Linked DNA regions of Anas platyrhynchos: region 1 is linked to region 2. The links are chromatin contacts, called in public Hi-C maps. All regions are on one chromosome and are shown on one strand. Each heading gives the region's core, a stretch centred on a gene start, on an enhancer-like site or on the middle of the called end of the contact. The rest is flanking DNA. Distances are from core to core; before and after follow the strand shown. Region 1 overlaps AFF1 (ALF transcription elongation factor 1). Region 2 holds the start of AFF1 (ALF transcription elongation factor 1).

Region 1 (5,967 bases), core at 699-3,198, 81 kb after region 2:
TCGTCTGACGTTCACTTTATTCAAAGCCTTAGCGCATTTCAGGGAGAAGCTGGAAGGGAGAAGTGGTGGAAGGGAGGTCCGTGTCCCCTGCCCAATTTACCCCAGCGTGGGCCCGAGTGCAGAGGCGAGGCTGGGAGTCAGGGCTGCGATCTCAGGAAGAGAGGCAGGGGACAGCCAGGGCCAGCTCCTGGTGTGCACTTTGGGGTTGGTCGGCGGGCCGGCGGCCTTTTCTGACTTGGTCTTGGTGCAGAGGTAGTTTCGGGTCCACCGAAATGGACCCTCGGCTTTGGGGCGGCAGGGGGCTCTCGCTGCAAAGGCCAGGGGCCAGGGGAAGCGGTGGGAAGCGGCTGCACGCCGGCTTTTTCTTTCTGTTACAGAGGAAACCGCTCGGATAGTTGTTACTTTTTAGAAAGCCATCGTATTTCAACCACGAGCTAGGTCAGAGGCCTGTGAGGGGTAAGGGAAGATGCCCGTAGTTTTCACCTGAGTCTGGTCAGGCCCTTTAAAAAGAAAAAAAAAATTGAAAAGAAAAAAAAAAATTGAAAAAAAAAGAGAAATAGGATTTGCCATTAGAAAACAACCATGCATCCGAGGAAGAAGGAAAAACAGAGGTGATGGTTGAGTACCCGAAGGAGAGAAGGAGGGTATGGTGGCAACAAAGCATCATTTCCACACAATATTTATTTAGAAGGAATAATACATGTGTTTAAATTGTCAAATGTTCTATTTTTAAGATGCTGTTTATTTAAGAGTTGGAAAGCCCCACTTACATGGAGACAGAGATCTCTTCTGTAACCAAAAGTCAAAGTCTGACTGCAATGTCCTTGTTTTTGTGTTGTTCTTTCGTTTTTTGTTTTTTTTTTTTCCTCCCCTCCCTCTTGGTTCCTATTGCAAACCTGTACATCTTAAACTTATTTTGGGGGTGCGCATCCCTCTTGTAAATGTTTTCTGCCCTGCGTGTGGTGGAGTGTCCGAGATGGTCGATTCATTCCGACGGGGTAATAAACAATAAATGAAGTCGCCCGTTTGTTACGAGTCCTTGCCAGAGTCCTCGTGTTCTCAGCTCCTCCTGGAGAAACCAGCCCTGCGCGGGCGGGTCGGGTGCTGCCTTCGTGCTGTGCCCGAGGGGTCTGCGTGGCCTCGAGCTTCTTCTCTGGGTGTCCTGCTCCCTGCTGGCCCCTGGAGGACGTCACCACTCCCTGGAAGAGCAGCTTCATGCCTCGATGCACTGTGGTGGTATAACCTGTGTTTCTTTCAGGTCCTTTCTGCAACACACATTGCACCTCCGATGTTTGCTACTAATGGATGTGTTTTTTTTAATACATCATCTAAAGTGTAGAGAATGCTGAAATCTGTTTTAATGCTCGCCAGATATGTTGCAGTTACAGATAGCGCGTATGGAAATGCACACATTTTTTTAAGTCAGTGCAGTTTTTCGCTGCACACTTAAAATCCCAAGGGCAAAACTGATCGTGAAGTAGAAGGAAAAAACAACTAGACAGGAGGAGCTGGCGGCAAGGTGGCACTGGACTCGGTTTGCCAAAACCAGAAGAAGTTTCAAGCAGCACGGAGCCAGCTTGGCCCCCATGAGGTTTGCCACAGGGCCGGGTGGCCACGGGGCGAGCTGTTGGTGGCCGGCAGAGCCAAAACTGGGGCTTGCAGCAGTGTTGTGCCAGCCCAGGCGTCCCGTGGCAGTAACATGCCCAATTGGGGTTGGGTTTTTATTTCTGCATGTTTATTTATTGAGCCTGTGTTGACCAAACCTAATTTCACAGCCGTGTATAATTTATTTTGAGATTTGTTACACGCTCTGGATTAGCTGTCTTTCTCTCCTTGGCTTTGCTTATCTGTTTCAGAGGCAAATGTTATTTTTGGCAAACCAGCTGCATTAAGTTTGATTGCAGTTGCTCAGCTCTCTGCTGGCCTCCAGACACTGAGAGATCTCTTTGGCAGCCTGTGCTTTCTTGATGTGAATTGCACTGCTCGTAACCCCACCACTACCCGAAACCAGCAGTATTCCAAGGCCACCGTCAGCATTTCTCAATCTGTTTCCGTAAACTTGGTGTTCCTGAAGCAAGGGTTTTGTATGTGCTCCATCTGCAGTGTGTTATCACTGGGGTTTTGTGATGGGTTTTGTCAAGGTACGAGGCTCCTGGAAGCCTTGTTGGGATTTGTCCTCTCCCAGTCAGTCTTGCTGAGGTTAAGCTTTTCTCTGGGTCCAACATTTCACGTCTTAACAGCCACCCAGCTGATGGCTTCTTTCTCTTCTGCTTCAGTGTCCGTGAGCTGCTCAGAGCCATGCACCTCCTTGCTGGTTGCATGCGGGAGCTGGTGAGGGTTGTGGGGGCAAGGTTTTGGTTTTGCTTGGTTTCTCCACGTGTCCCCAGGAAGCAGGGGTTGGTGAGATGCACCCTGTACCCGTGAAGGCTTCACACATGGCACTTCCCAAGCAGGATAGAGGTGTGTGGCAGTGGCAGGGTCCTCGCCGTGGGCTTCATATTTCAAGGCTTACCATATGGGCTTGTGTTTTAATTCCTTTTTTTTTCACCCTACCTTGCTCAGCTTTTTAAAGCATAAATAAAACACTGCAGTTCTTAGTGAAGATGTCCTTAAATAACTGTGGTGTCCCCCCGACGTGGGTTGTAAATGTTGTCAAGTTACCCCCAGAAAAGGAGGGGCGCTGGGGCTGCGGCGCTCAGTCTGCACTCTGAGGCGTCTGTCGGTAAGAAGTTGCTGCCTTTATAGTCCTTGAAAAAGGTGAAAATCAGATCTGATACTGCTTGGGAAACACAAACAGAAATGTCTCCAAAGAAATTGTGCCACAGATCTTTTGTCTGTCTTCTGTACAGGGGATGAATTGTGTGCACGTGTATGTATAGTTACATAGAGAGATATGTCTATATATATAATTAAAAGAAATGAATTTTGACTTGCTTGTCTTTAAATTCTTCAGATGAAGGAGATGTTGGTTCAGTCTGTACAGGCAAAATGGCAAAGAAGCCACCTGGGGGCAGGGAGGGAAGAAGGGAATTTCTTGTTTTGGTGATCCCGAGCCAAGCGGTCTCGCCCTCCCTCAGCCGTGCTCTGCCCACGCATGAGCGCAGCATGTTCCTTGGCACGTGCTGGAATTTCCCAAAAAACTCAGTGGCATGGACACACCTTCACCACACTGCTGCCTTTGGAGGGAAGCCATCACCGCAGGATGTTTCATGTTTGTTTGTTTTTTAACCTTTAAGTTTGAAATCCAGGTGACCATCCTGAGGAAACAGCGATGCTGGCGCTCACCCGTAAGTACTGCTTTGGCAAAAAATTGATGTGTGCTCAAACTGCATCCATCGTGGTGAGGGGCGGGCATGTTTCACCAGGTCAGCTGTCCTCAGGAGCACCAGGAGCCTGGTAGGTTCGCATTTAAATTTTGCCTCCTTCCTGATACCTTCACGCAGGGTAACCTGGCACTGCCCTGTGGCTGCTGATAGCACTGAAGAGAAGGCAGAGCCAGCCGTAATTAATTAATAATAATTAATTAATTTTAGTTCACCTTCTCTTAACAACCAGCCATCAGCAGCGGGTGGATCCCAGTCACGGCACGCGGGGGCTGCAGGTGAGACGGGGGCACAGCTCTCCTCGAGGTGAGAGGCCTCAGGGCGCAGCTGGGTGCCCGGCGTGGGTTTGCGATTACTTTCTCCCAGACGTGCGGGGTTAGGTGTGCTGACTTGCACTGCTCTGTTTTCTCCTTTTTTGTTTTTCTTGGAAAATGTGTGTGTGGGAAGACAATTTGCTTATGATTCTTGGCCTGAGCTAAGCCTTACCATCAAGCAAAGACCAGAAAGCTTCTCGCTGGCTGTGTAACCAGAGCCAAGCCTTGCTGCCACTCCCAGGAACGGCTGTAACAGCATACTTGGCTGCTTAGAGCATTCCTTTTCGGGGTCTTTAGTTAAAAAAGCAGCAGCGAGGTGCTCCTGCAGGTCGCTGTCAGGCAGAGGGGCACTTCAGCGGGGCGGCCAGGCCCCTTGTGCTCGCAGCCCAGTCATATTTCCACCGCGACACCGGCTGCAGGCAGGGACCCAAGTATCGAGTCACCTGGATGGAGATGTGTTAGAAACAATGCAGGTATTCACCCGTGTGGGATTTTTGCTCCAAGTGGTGGAGCACAGCAACCTTTGCAGACCTTTCTGACCACACAAGTCAGATTGCAGATGTCATGCAGCTGCCTGTTGGCTTGCTTTTGGGGCTGGAACAGCTCTAAAACCAAACCGTAAGCCAAGGAGTTGCGTTAAAAAATGTCATGAAATGGCACCAGCAGCACCAACCTTGCTGACAGAGCCAGGAAAGAATTACAATTGTAAGTTTGATCTCCTGGCTGGGAGTGCTGTGTTTTCTGCCAGTTCCAGTCAAGAGAACACACATAGGTTCAGAAAACAAATACAGATGTGGCAGAAGCGGTAAGCAAAATGTTTAAGTGGAGCATCTGGTATAAAGCACTTAGGTTTGCAAAACAGTGCACAGCAGTGATGCTGAAAATAGTTTTAAAAGTAGGTTCTGCCTAAATAAAGATAAAAGGCCTCATTTTAAGGTGGGAATAACCTGGAGTTTCCAGGCATTTGTTGTAATTAAGCCTGGACAGGTGAATTGGCTGAATTTTTGTTGATGTGAATTCTCTAGCGCAGCTCGTTACCAACTCCTGTTGATCACCCCAGAATCAAAATGCTGTTGAAAGGGGAAGGGAGAATGCACAAAGCCAAGGCCAGGCAGTGGGGACATGGATTTAGGTAAGTGCACACACAAGTCGAGAACCTCCTACAAGTTCCAGGGACTTAGAGCCTGGTGGCCACTGGGCTTTGTGTGTCCCTATTGCCCGGGCTTGGACATGGTGGGATTGAGTGGAGGGAATGGTTTCCCTCAGCTGGCTTTCAGGTAGGGGAAAAGCAGCACCAAGGCTTTCTGATGGGACTAAGAGCACATGCGTGGTTTTTGAACACTTGGAGATACGTAAGCATCGAGTGCAGCACCTTCTGCAGCCTTTCACCCGTGTCTGGTTGGTGTTTGCATTAAGAGCTGCTGCTGAATGTTTGAGCAGGATGTTTAAGCCAGTTGTGCTTCCAGCCTGGCTGATGGAGATGCTTTTAGGAGAGAGCAATATTTAGAAGAACACCTTTCTTCACACACGTGGCCAGGTCAGGAGTGGCTCAGAGCCTGCTCCTGCTCTGCCTTGTGCCAGTCACCACAGGGGTGACCAAACTCTTGCATGGGGGCATTTGTACAGCTTGTGGCTCTAGCACAGGTTTGTCCCCATGGACAGTGGCCTTCTGCTCAGAGCTGCACTCCATGGGAACCAATGAACACTCCCTCTTTCCATGTTTCCCCCAAGAAATGCTCTTTCATGTTTCCCCAAGATAGCATGATCCACTCACACTATAAACAAGGCGAAGTACAAACATTTTATTTATTGCAGTGTTTAATTATTTACAGTACCGTTTGTTATGTCCCTGGGTGCTAACCACGTGCAAGCTGTTTGAAACTGCAAAGCTAACTGATGGTAACACAACAGCGAAAGGTGGCTGTGCTTTTATGCTGGTGCGGTCGCACCTCGTCCCTGGTACTGAAGGCACAGAAGTTTGCTGCGCTCCCTGGCCACGAACACGGTGGCCCCGTGGGGCCCTGCTCACCATGGGGCATCAGTCTCGGCTTGTTGGCGGTGATGCAGAGCAGGACACCGCGGTCTTTCCAGCCAGACTTGACCTCGCGCTCAGGTTTGTGACTGCGTGACAAGATGTCTTTGCATGGAGCAGGGTCAAGTTCCTGTTTCAGTCTCTACGGTAAGTACTGCTCGTTGCCATTTGTTCTTGCTGCTGGTTCTCTTTGGTTTATTTGAGCTTTAAGCCGTGAAACTGCTTTGAGGAGAGATCTTTGTAGCTGAATGATCTTAAAAGAGCCAGCACCCCTACTGTTACCCCAGCCTTGTCACTG
Region 2 (6,785 bases), core at 1,148-3,647:
ACTGAAAGCTAGTTCTTGATGCTTGTCACTCCAGCATTCACCATGGGAAAGTGGGACACGGGAACTTCATCGAAGCAAAACTGCAAATGTAAAGCTCAGGATGTAGAAAAACTTAAAAGAATTTGAGGTGAAATGAAAAGTCTGGGTTTATTTCCAGGGATACAGCAACTGTAGAAGTTCAGGATGTGAAAACAGGGTAAGTGGAAAGAGACTGGGTGGTGATAGCTGTTACGTCTGCAGCAAAAGGGAGCCAAAACATCCCCAAGCACTGTCTCCTCAGGTCTCCAGGATGGAAATGACTGTGCTGTTCTGCTGCTGAATTCAGTGCTGGTCGATGCCTCTCAAGTCTTTTAATGGGAAAGGTATTCTGAAGATAACTGCTCTGTTAACAACTATGGTTTGAACTGCGTACTGAAATGAAATCGTTCAGGCAGTACGTTTGGGGTAAAATATCTAAGGACTTTTGCTCTTTCAGAAAAATGCCAAGGAATGTGAAGCGGTGCACAGCAGGAGTCCAAAAATGAGGCAGCTGAGCAGTTTGTGTGCCCCAGACATCTTACACTCATCTCCCATGAAAAAGGCTGGAAGTTAGACCATTCATTTTATTGTACATACAGTTAATGGAAAAAAAGGCATAGAATATCCAATTAATTTGCTGAAATTGTGCCATCTTTCTAAGATGAAAGAGTTCCTGTCCTGTAGGGTTCCAGGGCATTAGGGCAGGATTTCACTGGAAAACAAGAGCTTTTCCAGCAAACCCAAGGTGTGCGAGATCAAATCTTACGTGCTGTTACTGTTGTGATTGAAAGCCATCCAAAATAGGAATTTGTTACAGGATTACCTCCCCTCCCCCCCCCCCCCCCCCCCCCAAAAAAAAAAAAAAAATCTATATATATAAAAAAAAAAAATCTGGCATAGAGTTTCAGTGCAGAGCCTTGATGTAGAAAAGATTGCACAGCTGGCAAGTGCGTAGAGCAGTTGAGCTGCATGAATCACCTCTCACCAAAAAGAAAAAGTCTGACAAGTATTTGTCAGCGTAGAGCTGAGCAAATAATCTCTTTGATTCTTTGAATTGGTGATTTAAACCTCCTCAGTGATGTGCTCATTTTGAATTTCTTAGATTAATTGTCTATGTTTCACTGAGGAAATTTAATACTGCATTCACAATCTGATGGGGATGTTTGGGAAGGTTTGCAGAAGCCTTTTCCAATATTAAATCTTCCAAGAAGTAGCTGCAATTTAAGGAAACTTGAGAAGAATCTATGAATCATATGCTCCTGCTCAAAGCTGGACTGCTGTGGTGTTTGGCTGGCTACAGGATATCAGAGTCTTGAGAGGTTTTTGTTCCTTTAACCAAGGATTTATATAGGAAATTCTTGTTGTAAAGGCCCCAGCCCAAAGTTAGCCTATCTAGATAGGTAAATTCAGCCTCCTTGTATTTCCACCCGTGCGTGGTTGCCAATGAAATGTACAAGTCATTATTTCATTTAATTTTCTCGCCTTTTTTCTTTTTCCACTTAATCCCTCTGGTACTGCAGCCTTTGGAAAAAATAAGCCACGTTTCTGGTCCTGGCTGCTAAGGGTTCCTGAGATGGCTTTTTACCACCTTCTGGACAAGGGGTTGGGAGGTTTTGTCATACACACACATCTGTGCTAGACGTACTAACGCTGTGTCTTTGTCCTGATGTCCCCAGCTTCAGGTGGAGGCTGGGGCCAAGCCGCCCCTAGGAATGTGGAACGGCAGGTCACAATGCTGGTGCTGGCAGTGTCTTTGTGACACCCAGGTGCCCGGCTCCGGGGGAACGTTGGGAGTCACAGCACCAATGCCTTCAGGCGGAGCTAGAAGGTAGGTGTGCGTGGCGGTATGTCTCCCTTCAGGTCTCTGCAGCCCCACCACTTTAGCAATGCCCCTCTTGACAGTCATGCTGTCGTTCACCTGACCCTCAAAATCACACAGCTCATTTGAAAATTAAGGCCTGGAAAAAAATAAATTGTAACCGCTGGGTTCAGCCAATTCACCTTCTTTCATTTGGGGGTGGGTTTCCATTTGGGGGTGGGTTTCTTGTAAATGTGCTAGAACTACGACCTGTCCCCAGAGCAGCCAGCATCTACCTCTGTAAGATGTTAGAAGTCGTAATTCACAAACTCAACCATTAGCTATTCTCTTAAGTGTTGCTTTTATAGGTGGCTTTGGAAATGGTCAGAGCTGTACCTTTGCAGTGCTGTCCCCTAGTTTTCATTCACAGAAAGCACAGACATTATCTTTGACCTTGATCTCTGTGCATACGGTACAGAGGATAAGGGACACCGAACCTGGTGACTCCTTGCAGTTCTTCCAGCAGTCTCAGTTTTCTCTTACTTCCTTTTTAGGAGAGAAAATCGCTATTACAGTTCTAACTACAGATTTCTACTTCTCTGCTCTGCAAGCTGGATGCCACAAATTGTTTTCTCTGCTAGAAGTCCCCACACCACGCAAATTGTGGGTAAGGCCATTTTTATGGGTTTTTATTTTTAACAGCCTGCAGTGTGTGAAATTAATTTCAAGTGGAGAGTGTAAGGTTCCAGGAGGGCTTGGTGCTGTTTGAGCATTAAACACACGTCTCTTTGAGGACTAGGACAGCCATGCAATCCCTCTTGTTTATGAGCGCTCCGTAGTGATAGTTCTGTGCTGTGATCCTAAATCTCTGCAATGTTGTAAGCAACCTGGCCAGATACAGATTTCGGTGTCATGCACGTGATATTTCTCTTTTGTGGGAAAGCTGGACAAGGGAGAGACTTGCAGGGGTGTAACTTTTGGCAGGAAGGATGTGTCTCCACCATAAAACTGCCCCTTGGATTCACGCTGCCAACCTGGAGGCGTCTTTCCATGTAGAGTTGTCCAGCTGGCATGATCAAGGTCAGCCAAGTGAAATACTCTGCAGAACAGAATTGTATCAAAGCACAGACCAAGAGCTAGTGCGTGGTTAGGAAGTAGCGCTACCACTGGGACAGTTTGTGATCCTAAAAATAGCTTTTTGAGGGTTTCTTGAAGTTTCCTCTGAATCAGCTGCCCCTGGCAACATGACAAAACAAGATCAGGCAGAGGTTCGGCACGAGCTGACTGCGGTGTGCCTGCTGCAGCAAAACAGCATGCAGGCCTTGCACACAGCAGTCTCCGTAATTCAGCAAATCTCTGAGGAACAGATGGCATTTCGGAGTGCTATGATTTGGGGGGCATCCTTCTGTTGTCTAACACTCCTGTTAGATGATCTTCCAACCCTTTGAATTAAAACTTAAAATGAAGATAAGAGTGAGTCTTAGACAATCAATATTTAAACAGCACTGACAGAAGCAGCTTTGAGATGGTGGCTAGCACTTAATTAATCTTTTAACTGCATTGAGTCTGAAATAAGACTTGGAAGGTCCTGGGATACACAAATGTTACTATATTAATTACTTACTTTCCTGCTCTTCCACGTATCTCTGCCTGCTTAATAGCTGGCAGTAAAATAGTTGCTGTTGCTAGGAAGTAATTTCTGTGAAAGGAATATTACTCTGCAGAAACAGCAGTTGTTGCCTTCCTAGCTGCAAGACCTCGTGCTGGTGTTTTGCTTTTGTATTTCCTGAAAGTTGCTCTTTGCACACTGTGACCTCACTAGCCAAGTGCTTAGGCAATTCTCAGTACCTTTGTGGTGGTTTTCAGCCTGAGGTAGGTTCTGTGATGAGATAAAGTGCATGTGTTGTTTAGTTAATTGGCTGAAGCTGTTTAATACATCAAGAGGGCCCACAGGAAGCCGGGTGAAGCAGGGAATATGGTGGAAATAGTTTGTCTGTGTGTGGTTTCTCTCCTGTGTGCAGAACACATGTACATCCGAAGATCTGTCTGCGGGGTCTGGCACAGGTTTTATGATCTGTCAGCGTGCATGCATGTGCGTGCATGTGTGAACGCTGAGGGAGTTCTCTTGTACTCTGGTAGACGTCCTGTGTTGAAAATGCTTCTTTGCTTGTTAGGGGGAAAAAAAAAAGGAGGGGTAAGATAGCAAGAGAATATTTATGGCAAACAGCTTTCTTAGTCCATCAGTTCTCCTGGTGTTTCTGTTTGGTTTTGCTTCCTATACCAGCGAGCTCCTTGGGAACGCACAGCATGTTTGGAGGTTAGACGCTTTTCATTTGCTTCTGGAATCTGAGCAGAAATACCAGACAAGAATTTACAAGTCTTCTGCATGTACTGGTGTGATGGCAGAAACAGGTCTGTGCTGACAAAGCAGGTTCATGGCATCGTGCTCTGCCCTCCACTCCTGCCCTGTTTCCAGCTGCCTCACACCTTTCTGCACGCCTGCGTCTGCAGCCCAGCAGAAATCTCTGTTTGCCCCCCAGTTTGTGTAGCTGGGAGCTGATTAGCTGGGGATCTGCTCTGGGAAAGGAGCTTATCTGGGTATTTTTGCTGGGATGAGTACCAGCACTGTTCTCGTTTGTGCAGTCGTTGGTCAGTGTTCAGCTGTAGCCCTCACTGACTTGGAGGGAGATGGAAAAGCTTGTGTGGGGAAAAATACAAATTAGAGAGATAAAGCCCTGACTGTTGACTGTTTTCTTTTGTTGTAATAACCCAAAGTCTTATCTGACTCTAGGCACTGAGGTGTCTCTTTGAATAACCTTGTATATACAAATATGTCAAGTTTTTTCCATAACAATATCCAATTAGTAATATCAGGCCTGAAGGGGAGCTCTTCAAATGGGCACATATGATTTAACCTTCCCAACAGATTCTGGGTTCATCAGAGCAGCTGCTTGCTTGTGTGGCTTGATGGAGAAAGGCAGAAAGAACACAGTTCTGTCCAGCTGAGGAAAGCAGAAATTACTTCTGCCAAATACAGGAGTATACTCGATCCATGTCCCTGCTGGATTGCATTTCCTGTTAGGCTTCTCTTTTAAAGGCAGCTCTCGTGTGTTTTGTTAAAAGCTGGGATTGAATGCTGTGATCTAGCCAGTCACAAAGCAGTCTTACATGTTGCTGGGGCTGTGAGGGAAAAATCTAGAAGCTTTTGCGTGCCTTATTTTCTATTAGTTCAGAACACATCTCAGCTTTGGCCCAGAAGCTGCTGGCCTGGTGTTGCAGCTGGGGGATGCAGCTCAGGTGTGGGCTCTGAGCAGTGAGTCCTCCAGCTGTGGGTTGGGAGCTCTCCACGGCTCACCTGGGGCTGGGGGCAGATGCGGACAGTTTCTCCCCCCAGCAGCTCTGCACTTCCCCAGCTTTAACTAATCTCTTGATTAATCTGCACCTAAGGGCTTAAAATAGAGCTTGGCTCACCAGGGTTTGGCTCAGGTGGAAGATGAGCTGCCCCTCGTGGTTAGGAGCCTGGGCTTTCTGCAATGTCACCACCAAGGTGGGCTTGCAGCGTTTTGTCTTCCAGGGGCTGTCAGGGGTGCATTTATAGTATTTTGCACATGCTCAGGCGTGCAGTGCTCACCTTTCCTTTTTCTCCTTTAAGAGTTATAGTGAAGCAATATTAGAATTGCTATTTTTAAGACTTCAGTAAAGCAAATAATAAAAACATGACCTTTCCCCATACAGCGAGCTGCGTCTCCTGTTATGTTAGCTCATTTTTGCATGACATTAATGTGTATTTTTAGTCTGGCTTTGTAGCCTTGATTCTTGAAGAATGAAACAAAGACCTGCAAAGAAAAAGAAACGACAGAAATGGTTAGTGTGTCGTACCTAAAAAGTGATGTCTGCAAATCTTGGGGAGGACAGGGGGCTTCTGGCCAGATTCTGAAGGAAAACTTTGGCATTCTAGCAGCCCTGAAACATCAGGGAGGTAGGGGATGGCACTGAAAATGAGCGAAGAAACCAAGTTTGAAGCTTTTTAAGTAAAAAGTGCTGTTAATAAAATAGCTGCTTTTAGAACAGGAAGAAGCATCCTAGCTGAATTACCCAGATAGTTTAATTGACGTTGAAGAGGAAATGAAAGGCTGTGTTTATAAACACTGTCTGGTTGTAGAAAATAAAAGCAGAAGCATTTGTCACTTGTCGAAGTGTGACAGATCAGTGGTGCCCACGCAGCCGATGTCCCTGCTGCAGCTCTGGAAGCGTAACGTTGTTTGGAAACCTGGTGCTGTTACAGGCAGTTGCAAAACTTGTCTCTGGTTTAACGAAATCGAGTTGCTGCTGTTGGACGCTGGCGCATTTTGTAGCAGTGTTAAAGAGATGCTGGCAAAAGAGTAGGCATCCCCAGCACCCAGCTCCATCAGAAGTGTGAATGCATCTCTGTCTGCCCACGTTATTGCAAGGTGTGAGGTCTGTGCTCTGTTTATTTTAAATTCAGGTGGGTGACCCTTTCCCTTTAAGGTGTTGATTCACTAGTGAAGGTTACAGTTTTCATTGTTCTTATAAGGGAACGGATATTAAGGGTTTGTTCCTGTTCAGCTCTGTTCTCTAAACTTAGCTTATGTGTCTAATCCGTCGTTGTCTTAGCTGCAGGTCGAGGTGGTTGTCTGAAGGAATTCCCATCGCCAGTGGCCTGTGTCTTTCTGCAGTCCACAGAGTGGTCATACAATGCTCTCTGAGCTGGGATTAAAACCATGACCTGGAGGTCAGCTGCTTCATCTAATTGCCATAGCATCTGCTCCTGTTTACTCTTGGTTACCTTAAAAAAGTTCACTTGGCTTCGCATGCTGTTCCTGTAGCCTGCCCTCCAGCCAGAAATCATTTTGCTCCTTCAGGCATGTGAGATGCTGCAAATGAATGTCACAGAGAAATGTGGATGCTTGCAGCTGTTGTTGCACATTGTCACCTCTGCTGAGGTGAT

What was found. A called contact is a pair of places that touch in the nucleus more often than the background predicts.
Region 1: a contact with region 2 is called in a Hi-C map of skeletal muscle, with 2.6 times the contacts expected there. The contact joins the enhancer-like site here to the promoter of AFF1 in region 2. A contact is called at or near these places in 2 of 8 Hi-C or Micro-C datasets (liver and skeletal muscle).

Annotation. Positions count from the first base shown.
Region 1 is chr4:48,558,658-48,564,624 of IASCAAS_PekinDuck_T2T, forward strand. It overlaps AFF1 (ALF transcription elongation factor 1), which reads left to right. Exons shown (of 22, transcript XM_038178717.2): 22 at 1-1,027. It overlaps KLHL8 (kelch like family member 8), which reads right to left. Exons shown (of 11, transcript XM_072037546.1): 11 at 5,420-5,967. Among named protein-coding and RNA genes, the nearest start is that of KLHL8, 23 kb to the right of the region's middle. Within about 2 kb of position 1,949, at least 5 of the 8 cell types and tissues checked have an H3K27ac peak or open chromatin away from gene starts, as enhancers often do.
Region 2 is chr4:48,477,204-48,483,988 of IASCAAS_PekinDuck_T2T, forward strand. It overlaps AFF1 (ALF transcription elongation factor 1), which reads left to right and starts at 2,398. Exons shown (of 22, transcript XM_038178717.2): 1 at 2,398-2,483.